Linked DNA regions of Sus scrofa: region 2 is linked to region 1. Evidence: chromatin contacts called from public promoter capture Hi-C data. All regions are on one chromosome and are shown on one strand. The core of a region is the stretch at or near the end of the contact, and the rest is flanking DNA. Distances in the headings are between cores, read along the strand shown.

Region 1 (6,306 bases), core at 2,279-4,778:
AATAACTCTGCAGAAAAAGATGAGTCTTCGAGTTACATCTGTTCATCTGTTGAGTTGGAGAGGAAAAAAGATTGCACCTTTACATTATCTACCTCCAGAAAAGTCCTCCAAATTCATCCTCCTACTGCGAAATAAAGGCAAACAGAAAAGTTTAAGAATTCTATAATGAAAGTAAGCTCCTTTGACTAAATTTTGGAAAGTCAAACATGAAATTACTTCTGTATCTAAAAATACAATTCTTTTCTACTCAGAATAACTTCTATTTCAATATAGATTTCCTCAAAGGAGATAAAGCCTTCTTTTGGATTACTAATTATTCTTATTGGAAATGTCCTTTCCCTGTGAAAATCTAAAAACAAAAACATGTTAAAAAAAAAAAATGACCAGTACAGGGAGTTCCCGTCGTGGGGCAGCAGAAATGAATCCGACTAGTATCTGTGAGGATGCAGGTTCGATCCCTGGCCTTGCTCAGTAGGTTAAGGGTCTGGTGTTGCCATGAGCTGTGGTGTAGGTTGCAGATGCGGCTCAGATCCCCAACTGTTGTGGCTGTGGTATAGACAGGCAGCTGTAGCTACAATTCAACCCCTAGCCTGGGAACTTTCATATGCTGCAAATGCAGCACTAAAAAGCAATTAAAAAAAAAAAAAAAAACAGTACGTTGGAAAATTCACCTGCTAAATAGTATGCATGGAAGTATATGTGATGTGTGTCATAAGGCTTTCAACATAAATGACTTTCTAAAGTGTGCTAAGCAAGGCATGTTTATGTTTGATAATCCTGTCAACGATTTTTCGGTAATCATCCAGAGCATACCACTCCCTGCATTTCATAAAGACAGAAAAAGACATCATAAGAAATCACCTAGCTATTAATGGGTAAATAATGGTCTAGTTAACATTTATTGAATACCTGCTATGTGCTGAAAACTGTGCTAAGCCTTAAGGATGAGAATATGAGTAAAATACAGTTCCTAATTCCATTAAATTGATGGTTTTGTAAAGAGAACATACGTAAAAGAATTACAAAATACTTAAATTGATGATAAGTCCATGTATGAAGTGTTACTGTAATGAAAAGAAGATACCTAACCTAGCCTGGGGATCTCTAGGGCTGCTTCCTGAGTTTAGTCTTCAAGAATGATAGCAGTAATTTAGGCAGGAGAGAATGGGAGCGGGTATTCCATGTTGAAGTGGCTGCCTGACTAAAGGCAGCGAGGCACAGAGCAGCATGCGTGGGCGCAGGGGTGAACTGCTAGAGGAAAAGCTCATGGGATGTATTGGAGACAGTTGTCACATCATGGGTGATTTTGTGGGATATGTTAAAGGAGCCTGGACCTTCTCTTGGCCTCAAAAGGATTTAGAAGGGGAATGACATTTTCAGATTGTTTCTGAGCTAGATCTCCCTGGCTCCTGAAAGAGGGATGTATGTGAGGGAGACATGCTGACAAGCTGCAGGAGTGACATAACAGGACCTGAACCAAGACCGTGATGGCAGGTGTGGTTTCTACCAAGAAAAAAACAGCATGATTGTCAAATTAAAATGTGAGGTGACTTCCAGGTATCTGGCCTGGATAAGCGCCTAGAGATGACAGTGTCTTCCAATCAAAGCAGATAACAGAGGAAAAAGCCAAGTTGAAAGGTTAAAAGATGGATTCAGCTTTGGATGTGTTAGATTTGACATGCCTCCAGGTTATCCAGATGCTTTCCAGCAGAAAGTTAAATACAGGATGTTGAGGAGGGGTCTGAATGGGAGGTTGAAATTTGAGTCTGCAAACTATTAAAGGTAACTGAAATCATGAAAGTGAATAGTCAAAGCTTTGTTTTTGTTTCTGACTTTAGCCATTCTAATAGGTGTGTAGTAGTTATCTCATTGTGGTTTTGATTTTGATTTCTCTAATGTCTAATGATGTTTGGCATCTTTTCAAATGCTTATTTTTCTATTCATGTATCTTCTTTAGGGATGTGCTCAATTTTTTTTCACATTTAAAAAATTGGGTGTTTTCTTGTTATTGTGTTTTGAGAGTACTTTATATAGTCTCGATGTAAGTGCTTTATCACACATATGCTTTGCAAATATTTTCTCCCAGTGTATGGCTTCAGTGTTTTTTTGAAGACCATAGCTTTTATCTTGTTGGGGTACAATCTTATCATTTTTTTTTCTTGCATCATGCTTTTGTATTGCACTTCAGAAATATTTGGAAGTAGGTCACCAATATTTTCCCCTGTTTTCTTCTGGAAGTTTTATGTTTTCCACTTACATCTATGAGACATTTTGAGTTTAATTATGTACATTGTGTGAGGAATGGGTCAATATAATGATATTGGATAGAACGGATCATTAAGAGTGTACGGAACAGGAGTTCCCCTCCTGGCCCAGCAGAAACAAATACGACTAGGAACCATGAGGTCGCAGGTTTGATCCCTGGCCTCGCTCAGTGGGTTAAGGATCCTGCATTGCCATGAGCTGTGGTGTAGGTCGCAGATGAGGTTCCGATCTGGCACTGCTGTGGCTGTGATGTAGGCTGGCAGCTGTAGCTCGGGTTCAACCCCTAGCCCGGGAACCTCCATATGTCGAGGGTGCGGCCCTAAAAAGAAAAAAAAAAAAAAAGAAAGAAAAAAAGAGTTTATAGAACAATAAAGTCAAAGACTGGACGGAATTCGGGAAGAAGAGATAAAGCCAAGGCCAAAGGAAGCAGAGTTGAGCAAACAAGACACAAGCCATTGTCGGAGAAACACAAGGAACACTGAGTAATCAACGCTATCTTGGATGAGGTCACTAGTGACCTCAGGAAAAGCATATTCAGTCAAAACAAATAATTTCGATATTGGAACTACTTCTAACCAACCACTTTAAGAATTCCCCGTGGAAGCACTAGGTCTACATTTGAAATCCCTTAGCATTCTTAAAGGTCACTTCTCTGGGCACAGGAGGGTCTGGGCTTCCCGGCACTGACAGTGAGGATGACTGAGGCAGATTCCAGTCACGCCACTTGGGGCACTCCAGAATGAGGGCCTGGGGACAAACCCAAGGAATCACTGCCCCGCTGGGAAATCAGAACCGACACTCATCACCAGGTCTTCCAGGCTGTCACCTCACCAGGGAGGCAGCTGGTTAAAATACAGTCGAATGAAAAGGCGAGGATGGGAATGTGTGCACTTGGGCAATCCCGGAGAAAATTAGGGAAATTCCTTCCTCCCGCCCCCCCTCCTGCGTCTGGAGGAGACGCGGAAGGCGTGTGGGCTCCTCGGCCCAACCTCGCGGGCGGCTCTTCAAGGGTAAAGAGCTTCTGCACTTACCGGTCCCAGGCTGGGCATGTTTAAGCTAGGGGGATAGTGGGCCGGCCTCGTCCCTTCCCAAAGGCCATGCTGAGGTCACTGATCAGACTCCCCCCGTCCGGCTGACCTTACGCCTTCTCACCCCAGCAGCCTACGTACGGGTCATTCCTAGGCGCGGCGAGTCTCCCCGCCCAGAGCCTGTGGGAGCCACCCTCCCAGCTAGTCGTAAAGTGCCGCGAAGCGCCGGCGCTTTACGGCACCGTAGGTGAGGGCGACGGCGTGGATCCCTGCTCAGCGCACATCCTCTGCCTGGGCACTGCTTCTGGGGAGCAGCGGCTATTAGGGAGTTGGGAAGACAGGGCCCCAGCTACGATTCTCCCAACGGTAACCATCTGTCCCTAGGTTTGTGTAACAAGAGAGAAGGCGGTTAGGGTTGTTTAAAAACACTCCAATCCTTATTTAAAAGGCGTGAGATTAGGTTCTTAAACCTCCCTCCTGTGATAGGCGGTCCCTCCCCGAGCTGTTTGGGTTTTCGTCTTGGTGTTCACCTCTAGATTTTTGGTATCGTCGGTGTAGCTGGCACTTGATTTTCTTGTTCATTTCGTCCTGCAGTCGCCCTCCCCCTGGACTTGGAAATGCTTTACATGATCGGTTTGGGCCTGGGAGATGCCAAGGACATCACAGTCAAGGGCCTGGAAGTTGTAAGACGCTGCAGTCGAGTGTATCTGGAAGCCTATACCTCAATCCTGACTGTAGGGAAGGAAGTGCTGGTAGGTGCCCAAGGCTTTCCAGCCTTCTAGGAAGAACGATATCTAACAGCTGAGTTTTAGTATGCTACGCCGTACCGACTTTTTCACGTCTGTTGGTTTAAACCGATTAAAACACATCCCGTACTCGTTACGAATCTGGGTATTACAAAATTGGGAGTCATACACCAACCAAGTGATTTGGAAAAGGAAAGGGACCTTTTTTTACTCTACAAGTCTAATTGTGTGGCTTTTTCCATTAAATAGGAAAGGAGAATTGCTTTACACTCCTGGGGATGGTTATCAGAATCCGCTATTTCATGAGATAGCCAAGAAATCCTTTCTGAGTTGAATGCTAATGAGGTGCTTATTCAGCCTTAATGAGTTGGTTATGTATTCAGGAATCGAGCTGAAAGCTTATCCCTTTGAAGTATTTCCATAGAGAACGGTAATCTCCTTTCTGTCTGTATCCTATCCTGAGAGAACTTACCTTTAAATAGACATCTCCCAGTTAAGGCTTATACCCATACACTTGGGTGTATTGAGTGAGCCTGGATCTTAGTAACCAGGGAATTTGCTAGTGTATCAAACATTTACCTGGTTCTGGTTAAGGGCTCAGTAAATTTTGGAGGAAGGGTCAAGTTCAGGTTCATTGTCAAATTTCTTACAGGATTTTAGCATAGTGTCTGGCACAAAAGTGTTCAGAAACATGGTTCGTTAATAGATATATTTCCAAACATCACTATATCTCAGTTTCTTCATTTGTCAAATGGAGATAATAGCTAGTTGGAAGGCTATTAATATTATATCATTTCTTAAGGTGATGTATTTGAAAGTGCTTTGCAAATTGAAGTGCTAACTAAATGTTAATTTTGGTTAAGACTTTTTAAAGTATTTTTTTCCCCAAAAACATACTTGTAGAATTATTACCTAAAGGGTCAGGATCTAGGGCTGGGCCCAACCTCACCTACAAGTAGATTATGTGTACTTTGTTAAAGTGCTAGAATTCTGGAGTTCCCTTCGTGGCTCAGAAGTTAACCAACCTGACTAGAATCCATGAGGATGCAGGTTCAATCCCTGGCCTCACTCAGTGGGTTGGGGATCCCGCTTTGCTGTGAGCTGTGGTGTAGGTCACAGATGCAGTTTGGATGCCGCATTGCAGTGGCTGTGGCTGGCCTTAGCACAAGGCTGTGAATTCTACCCTTAGCCTGAAAACTTGCATATGCCTCAGGTGCGGCGCTAAAAAGCAAAAAAAAAAAAAAAAAGTGCTAGAATTCTGTTCCTCCACAATAATAAGTGCTAATGTTTTTTGAACACTTCCTATGTACTGTTTTAAATCCTTCACGTGTAGAACAGGTTTATTTTTCTGTAAGTATTGTTCACATTCCTATAGGCACAGAGAAACTTACCCCAGGTTATACAGATAGTGAGTGATACAGCCAGAGTATGAACCAAAGCAGTCCTCAGTTGAGAGCCACCACTTGTGACCCATCTGTGTCTCTGTACTCTTAGGGATAGATAATAGCTTCACAAAATAAGACCTCACAGAACACCCACAGAGAAGTTAGCATTCAGGTAAAGTGGTTCAGTCCTGGGTGTTAAGGTATAAACAAGTACAGACATGCCTTATGTAACTCCGTGAACTCTCAGAACCCCTTTATATTCAGCTACTTCCTTTTTGCCTTTAATTTCTAACTTTTTTTTAGACAAATTAATGTTAAAAATTGTTGAGAGGCGCTCATACAGTCTGGTCTTAATAACTTTGGATCATTATTACAGAGTGGAAAACGATGGGAAAATTCTGTTTTCTGTAATGAATATATACTTTTATCACTAATTACACAAAATAACTTTTTATATAGACGGCACAGATGGATGTTGCTAAAAAAATTTAGAATTCATTTGTTCTTATATTGAAAGTTATTATTTTCAAATTGCCAAAAAGGTGGTATTATTTGTATGTTCTCTATTATTCAAAACTGCTGTGTTCTCTATCATTCAAAACTGTTATGTTCTCTATTATTCAAAACTGCTTAGGATTGTGATTGGAGGGACAGGAGAGGACAGTAAAGAACTTTGCATTGAGAAAAACCAGGCCATCAGCTCTGACCTTCATTAACTTCATATTTACCCTTACCCTAAATCTGAGTCTGTCTTCCCTCCAGTCTTAGAAAATGACTTGTAAGATGAGGTTTTCCCTCTGTTCAAGTCTAACACCATTTAGATGGGTTTTTCCCAAATTTCTTCTCTTTTCCTCTAGAATTTTACTCCTATCAATTAGTCTT
Region 2 (6,306 bases), core at 2,321-4,820, 73 kb after region 1:
AACAACAAAAAAAAAACTGTTGGGAGTTCCCGTCGTGGCGAAGTGGTTAACGAATCCGACTAGGAACCATGAGGTTGCGGGTTCGGTCCCTGCCCTTGCTCAGTGGGTTGACGATCCGGCGTTGCCGTGAGCTGTGGTGTAGGTTGCAGACGCGGCTCGGATCCCGCGTTGCTGTGGCTCTGGCGTAGGCCGGTGGCTACAGCTCCGATTCGACCCCTAGCCTGGGAACCTCCATATGCCGCGGGAGCGGCCCAAGAAATAGCAACAACAACAACAACAAAAGACAAAAAGACAAAAAAAAAAAAAAAACTGTTAAAAACTCCCTACTGCCCAAGGGATTAAGTGTAAACTCTTTCACATGGTATATTTTTTGATCTGCTCTCCTCTAGCTTCACATGTTAAGTCCTCTAGAGCAAACATATTTGCTGTTTCTTCCTCACAGTTTGGCTCATACCGTAGCCTCTGACTAGAACGTCCCTAAACTGCCCTTAAGTCTGGCTTCTAGTTCCTTCTTTAAAATAAATCTCAAGTGTCACCCCTTTCAGGGTACAAGCTATCGTCTCTGATCCCAAACTGTCCCCTGAACTGTACGAAATGTGTTCTCTGTGCTCCTGTAAAAAATGTGTGATACCTACAATAAGGTTGGAGGAAAAACGGGTGGAAGGCACTTAGAAACAGTGCTAAGGATTTTGACAGTGAAAGAACCCTAATTATTCCTTCATCTAACCTGAAGGGTAATGTCTGTTTCTATCTACCGTGCTGCTATTAAATAGGTGGTGACTCCCTAGATTTACAAAAAATGCAAAGAAAAACATCGTGGTAAAACAATAAGGCACAATTCAACTATTATGCCATTTTTCTTTCCTTCCTCCCTCCTTGTTTCTCAGGAAAAAGAAAGGATCGCTCATTGAATGTTTTTATATATTTAGCTTCAGTGGTTTTTATGTTTTCCTACTTTCCTTATTGTACTTAGAAAATGAGGCACAAAAATGGTTCCCCTAGAATAACTAAGAACAAAAAAAAAGTATTCTTTTCCTTGTGCCTACTACATTTAGCTATTTTGATAATTTCTTTTTCAATCTTTTATCTCAAGAAACGGCTAATAATGCCTGGAAATATCTGAGGTGGAAAAAAAAAAATCACTCGATTGGAAATCATGAGACTTGGGTTCTAATTCTGCCATTAAATAGCTTTAAACAAATAGTCTAACCTTCTGAGCATCAATCTTCTCATTTACAAAATGAGGAAGTGGATTAAATATCTAGGCAATTTCTTTCATCTTGATTTTCATTCAATAAGAAAAAAATAGCCAAGCTACAAGGAATGCTAGAGAGAGAAGAGACTTGGAAATGAAAGAAAATAGAAGTTGCTTTTTTTTTTTGGTCTTTTTTTGTCTTTTTACCATTTCTAGGGTCGTTCCCGCGGCATATGGAGGTTCCCAGGCTAGGGGTGTAATCAGAGCTGTAGTCACCGGCCTACGCCACAGCAACGCGGGATCCGAGCCACATCTGCAACCTACCCCACAGCTCACGGCAACACTGGATCCTTAACCCACTGAGCAAGGCCAGGGATCGAACCCGCAACCTCATGGTTCCTAGTTAGGTTCGTTAACCACTGAACCACGATGGGAACTCCAGAAGTTGCTTTTATATACTCCACAACAAGAACACAGGACAGCATCACCAAATGAGATATACTTTGCAAACCAATTTAATCCATTACTAATCAGATAATCCTGCAAATGACTTTTATTATGCAGTCAATACAAATACGCAATTATTCAGCACTATAATGCTTTGCTTGGCACCAGATTTTCTAGAATCAGATGGACTCTTACTCGAGTTGTGGAAATGGAGGGCTAGTGCACCAAAGTTAGCTAAGGACATAGCTAGTGAATAGAAAGGCTAGAATAATTAAAAACAGGTTTTTTGACTCCAATTTTGATAAGTAAAGTCAACAAACATTTACTGTCTGCCTACCATGTGCCAGGCACCAGAAATAAAAGGATAAATAATACACAACGCCTTACTTCAAAGGAATTCAAAACCACTGAAAAAGCCTGTAGAGGTCAATGGAAATCAGGCAACAAACACTTCAGAACCCACCATTTAGAAGAAAGCCCATAGGGAGTCAAAACAAGTGTCAATGAAGCTTACACTATTTTCATTTTCCATGAACTTTTGATGAACAGGTTTTTTTATTAGTATGTTGACAACTTACTTTTAAACATACTTCTTTTTTAGGCAAGAAATAGATTTATTAAGATAGAACACTTGTGAGAGATGCAAGTGGGCAGGTAAGAAGGCCTCTAAAGATACCTTTAAAAATAAAGACTAGATCTTGAAAAATAAAGTGGGGGAAAGGAATAGAAGAGAACATGGACTCGAAAGCAAGAGCAGGCACACAACTGAGCAATGTTTTACTTAAGCCACAGTGGTAAAATTCCACTTGGCAAATAACTTCAAATGTTTGTTTTGGATTACCAAGGGCTAGTCTAACTTTGCCCCCAAAGAGCTAAAACACAATAAATACAAGATAGTTGAGTCCAATCTATAATAATCCTTAAGGAGATGCTTTAAAACATTAAGGATGCTCCCTTACTGCAGTGTCTTAATAAGCTACCCCAAACAACCTTTGTTCAAATTTTTACATGTGTAACCCATGTGCGTCCCCTCTCAAAGTCTACTACTCTCTTTGTAAAAACAACAATAACAACGAGTACTTCCCTTTTTCTCCTAAAATTTACTTTCACATGTGGCTCTTAGTTTGAGGATTCTAGAACTGGGGAAATTCCATGATCACAGATATTGCACTATTAGAATTAATGGAGAATTTAAGAGATCATCCATTTTAACACTCAATTCCAAAAATGTGAGACAGATAAGTATTTTAATAAACATAATGTCAGAAGCAAGCATTTATTTAAAAATAACTAAATAAAAGATATAATTGATAATAAAGAAATAATATAGAGAGAGTGTACCAACTGAGGTTTTTTTCTGATTTTTTTGGAATGGTTGCTTACTTAGGTAGAATTATAATAAAATGTTTATATTCAACAGCAGCAAGCATTTCACCAAAGCACATGGAAGCATTACGCTAATTTTCTCCAATAATAATTTTAAAATATTGTTGAGAATTTTAGCGGTTGGAGCTATAACTAAGTCATGGAACTCAGGTGGGGAGAAAAAGATGCTTGCTAAATCACATGTGATAAGCAATTTAGAACAAAAGTCAATTTCTAGAATAATTTCATAGGTTATATAGTTTTATAGGTTATAAAAGTGTAAAAGAAACCTGTAGAAACTCTCTTTTTGCCTTTTAAAATTGTGTTTAGCTCAGGAGTTTGCACCCATATTTTTCTGATTATCTATCGTAATAGGGGATCATAAAACAGATTTTAGCATGGATCTATCTAGCCATAATGAAAGGATATGGGGAAAAAGACAAACTTAGCAAATTCCTGACTGAGCTAAGACTTAGAGCTGCATCCAAACCCAAAAAGTAAGCATTTGGAAACAATTAGAGGTTCACTTCTGGTTGACTAACTCAATTCTAGCTTTAACAATGAAATACCATTTTCCTAGCATACATAAAAAGAATGAGTCATTAGGCACATGAGTTTACCAGTAAAACATGGTAATAGCTTTATTCCTCAAAAGCTAAAGGTAAATCAAATTTATAATCATATAATCAGAAACATAAAAATTAATACGAAAGCTTAAATGCTACCAGGTTAAATAAGCAGCAGTTGGTTATTACTCCCTATTGCCAGGAACTTTGCAAAGGGAAATATATTCAAATCTTACTTCAAAAGCAGCATTTAGTGAGAGCTGCACTATTTCAACAGTAAATAAAATGATCTAGCAACAATTATAAACAAACCAAAAAGGGTATCTATTATGAAAGCTCTGGAAGAACAGACTAGTGATAATCGTTATGATTAACATTTTTATTAACAATAAAAAAGTTTCACCGTGTTGAAACTCTTTAGATTGAGAATAAATGTCTATTAATATTAATTAAAACATAAGTAGTGATTCAACTTTTTTGAACTGCCTTATGGGCTACGTCCTCCTACATATTATCAGCAGTTCTTACAAACCACAAACATAAAGATAGCTGTACTTTATAAGAGAACCCATAAATTTGAAGGTCTAGTGTATGTAATATACTCAAAAATGTTCAGCAGACAAAAAAGCCAAAGAAAATTGACCCTTAAAAGTAATATAGTCTATATTTAGACATGGGGATCCTAAGGCAAGTTGTAAATATGCAGTCATATTTGCACAAATACCATTATTCCATAGTAAAGAACAATTGCCCAGAATTTCATAAGCCTGCTATAGAACAGATAACCCAAAATCACAGGGATGGTGGCTTACCTTATAATTACACTGAGTTTCTGAAACGTATGGTTTAAATAAATCCATATTTACAGAATACCTACTTTACTCAATAATGGAGATGATAAGATACCCGAAAATACCCTTAGAACTTGGAGCTGAAGTCATGAAAAGGTCACCATTTTCCTTAAACTTCTGGAACTTAGTTATAACACTTAATGCATCTGGTCTTTGGACCAAGAGCATGAGTAAATAATGTCAAATTAGTAAATAGTGATGTTTTTGTTTAGACAACACTTAATTTTTAAAGTATTTTAATAAATGTTTTCGAATTTGATCCGCACAACAACCTTAAGTAACTAAGAAAATGTTGGAATCACAGATGTAGACAAGACCATAAGCGATCATTTAGGCCAATTCCTTCACATTACAGAGGAGAAAACTGTCTCAGAGAGATTAAGACAACCTGCTCTTTGTTAGACACTGGTGAGCAGCAGAGCTGGATGCCGGAATGCTAAGGCTCTCTGCACTACACCGCAGTGTCTCCTCAGGACTGAGTCCTCTGGATCAGAGACCACGTCATATCCTTTTATTTCCAGGGCCCAGCACAGTGCCCCGTGGAATATATTAAAGCTCTTGACACACGTCTGCTGAATAATCCATTTTAAAACTGCGAACATTAGTGGAAGATTATTAAAATGTAGAACAGCTCATGTTGACATGACTTTCAACCCTTAACAACTAAATAACAACAGTAAAAGAGCCCCTTAGTTCAGTCATTCCCCCAAAAAGCATCTCTAAAAAACAGAAGCAAAAGTATCTTATCCTCTATTCAAGTATAAGTTAGGAAGAATTACACGTAGGCAGGAGCAAGCAGCATTCCTAACTCTTGATGTGCAATTTACGATCTGAATAAAGTCTCTTCATTCTCATGAATAAGAAACGAAAATCATACCAGCAACATAAGCGAAAAAAATTACGAAGTGATATTACATATCCATGGAGAACAAAGGTGCAAAGAAATAAGAAAAATTAAGGGGATTCATGATACCACCCTGTCAAGAGGGAGGGAAATGGGGAGAGACGATGGAATTGAAAAAGTAAGAGAGTAAGGATCTCCACGAGATACACACGCCGTGTTTTGAGAGAAGTTTGGAATAAATCTTATTATTCTTATTAAATACGGTAACATTTGTATTGAAAGATAATGAGTCCTGGAGGAACCTCCCCACTACCTCACTGCAAACAGTGCGTAGGCTGAGACCGACAAAGGCAGGAGATGAAGGTCTGTACAGAGACTGGCATGTTTTAAAAGTATAGCAGTGAAGAAACAGGACTTCATTTGGGAAAAACGGATCAGATGGCAAGAAATATTTGTCAGTATTATCCAAATCAACCTAATTATCTGCTTCAGTGATCACAGCTTTTAACTCAGAACAAAAAGGCCTTAAGATCAGGAAAAATCCAAGAGGGATGGGACCAAAGTGCTGAAAAATATCTAGGTTTTTTAACAAGATTATAAGGAACCTGATCTAGACTGGGTCTGTTTAGTTATAAGTCCAGCAATTAACACTTAATACAATGCTTGCCATGGGGCAGGTCTGCTCTAGCCTTGAGGTATCTTACCCTATTTAATCTAATATAACAAACTATGAGGTAGGTATTGATCAGCCCCATTTTAAAGATGGAAAACTGAAGCTCAGGGATGTGCTCAAGGTCACACAGCTAAATGGTAAAAACAGGATTTGAACCCAAGGCAGTTTTGCTCCACAATGAATCCTCTTAACTGCTCTGCAAGACTTCTTGCAGTTAAGGCATCGCGGTGCTTTGTTAGTGCTGCCAAAGCACCTTGGCCTAAAGGAGAGTTCTGACGTTAGGAGAAGCTGATCTTGAGAGGGTGCAGGAAGCCTGGACCACAAAAAAAAATTTGAAAAGCTCAGCAGAAGATGAACAGTTATAA

The links. Promoter capture Hi-C pulls out the DNA fragments that hold promoters and counts their contacts.
Region 2: a contact with region 1 is called in a promoter capture Hi-C map of liver, with 4 times the contacts expected there. The contact joins the enhancer-like site here to the promoter of DPH5 in region 1. A contact is called at or near these places in 1 of 5 promoter capture datasets (liver), 5 of 47 Hi-C or Micro-C datasets (embryonic fibroblasts, liver, skeletal muscle and 1 more) and 2 of 2 datasets of contacts at active chromatin or transcription factors (alveolar macrophages and skeletal muscle).

The regions. Positions count from the first base shown.
Region 1 is chr4:117,265,502-117,271,807 of Sscrofa11.1, forward strand. DPH5 (diphthamide biosynthesis 5) reads left to right here and starts at 3,529. Exons shown (of 8, transcript NM_001243679.1): 1 at 3,529-3,659; 2 at 3,888-4,045. The coding sequence starts at 3,911. LOC106508363 (a long non-coding RNA gene) reads right to left here and starts at 3,483. Exons shown (of 7, transcript XR_002343569.1): 1 at 3,297-3,483.
Region 2 is chr4:117,338,186-117,344,491 of Sscrofa11.1, forward strand. All of the region lies in intron 8 of SLC30A7 (solute carrier family 30 member 7), which reads right to left. Among named protein-coding and RNA genes, the nearest start is that of SLC30A7, 55 kb to the right of the region's middle. Within about 2 kb of position 3,571, at least 2 of the 83 cell types and tissues checked have an H3K27ac peak or open chromatin away from gene starts, as enhancers often do. A contact at or near this core is called in embryonic fibroblasts and liver, where this site is marked.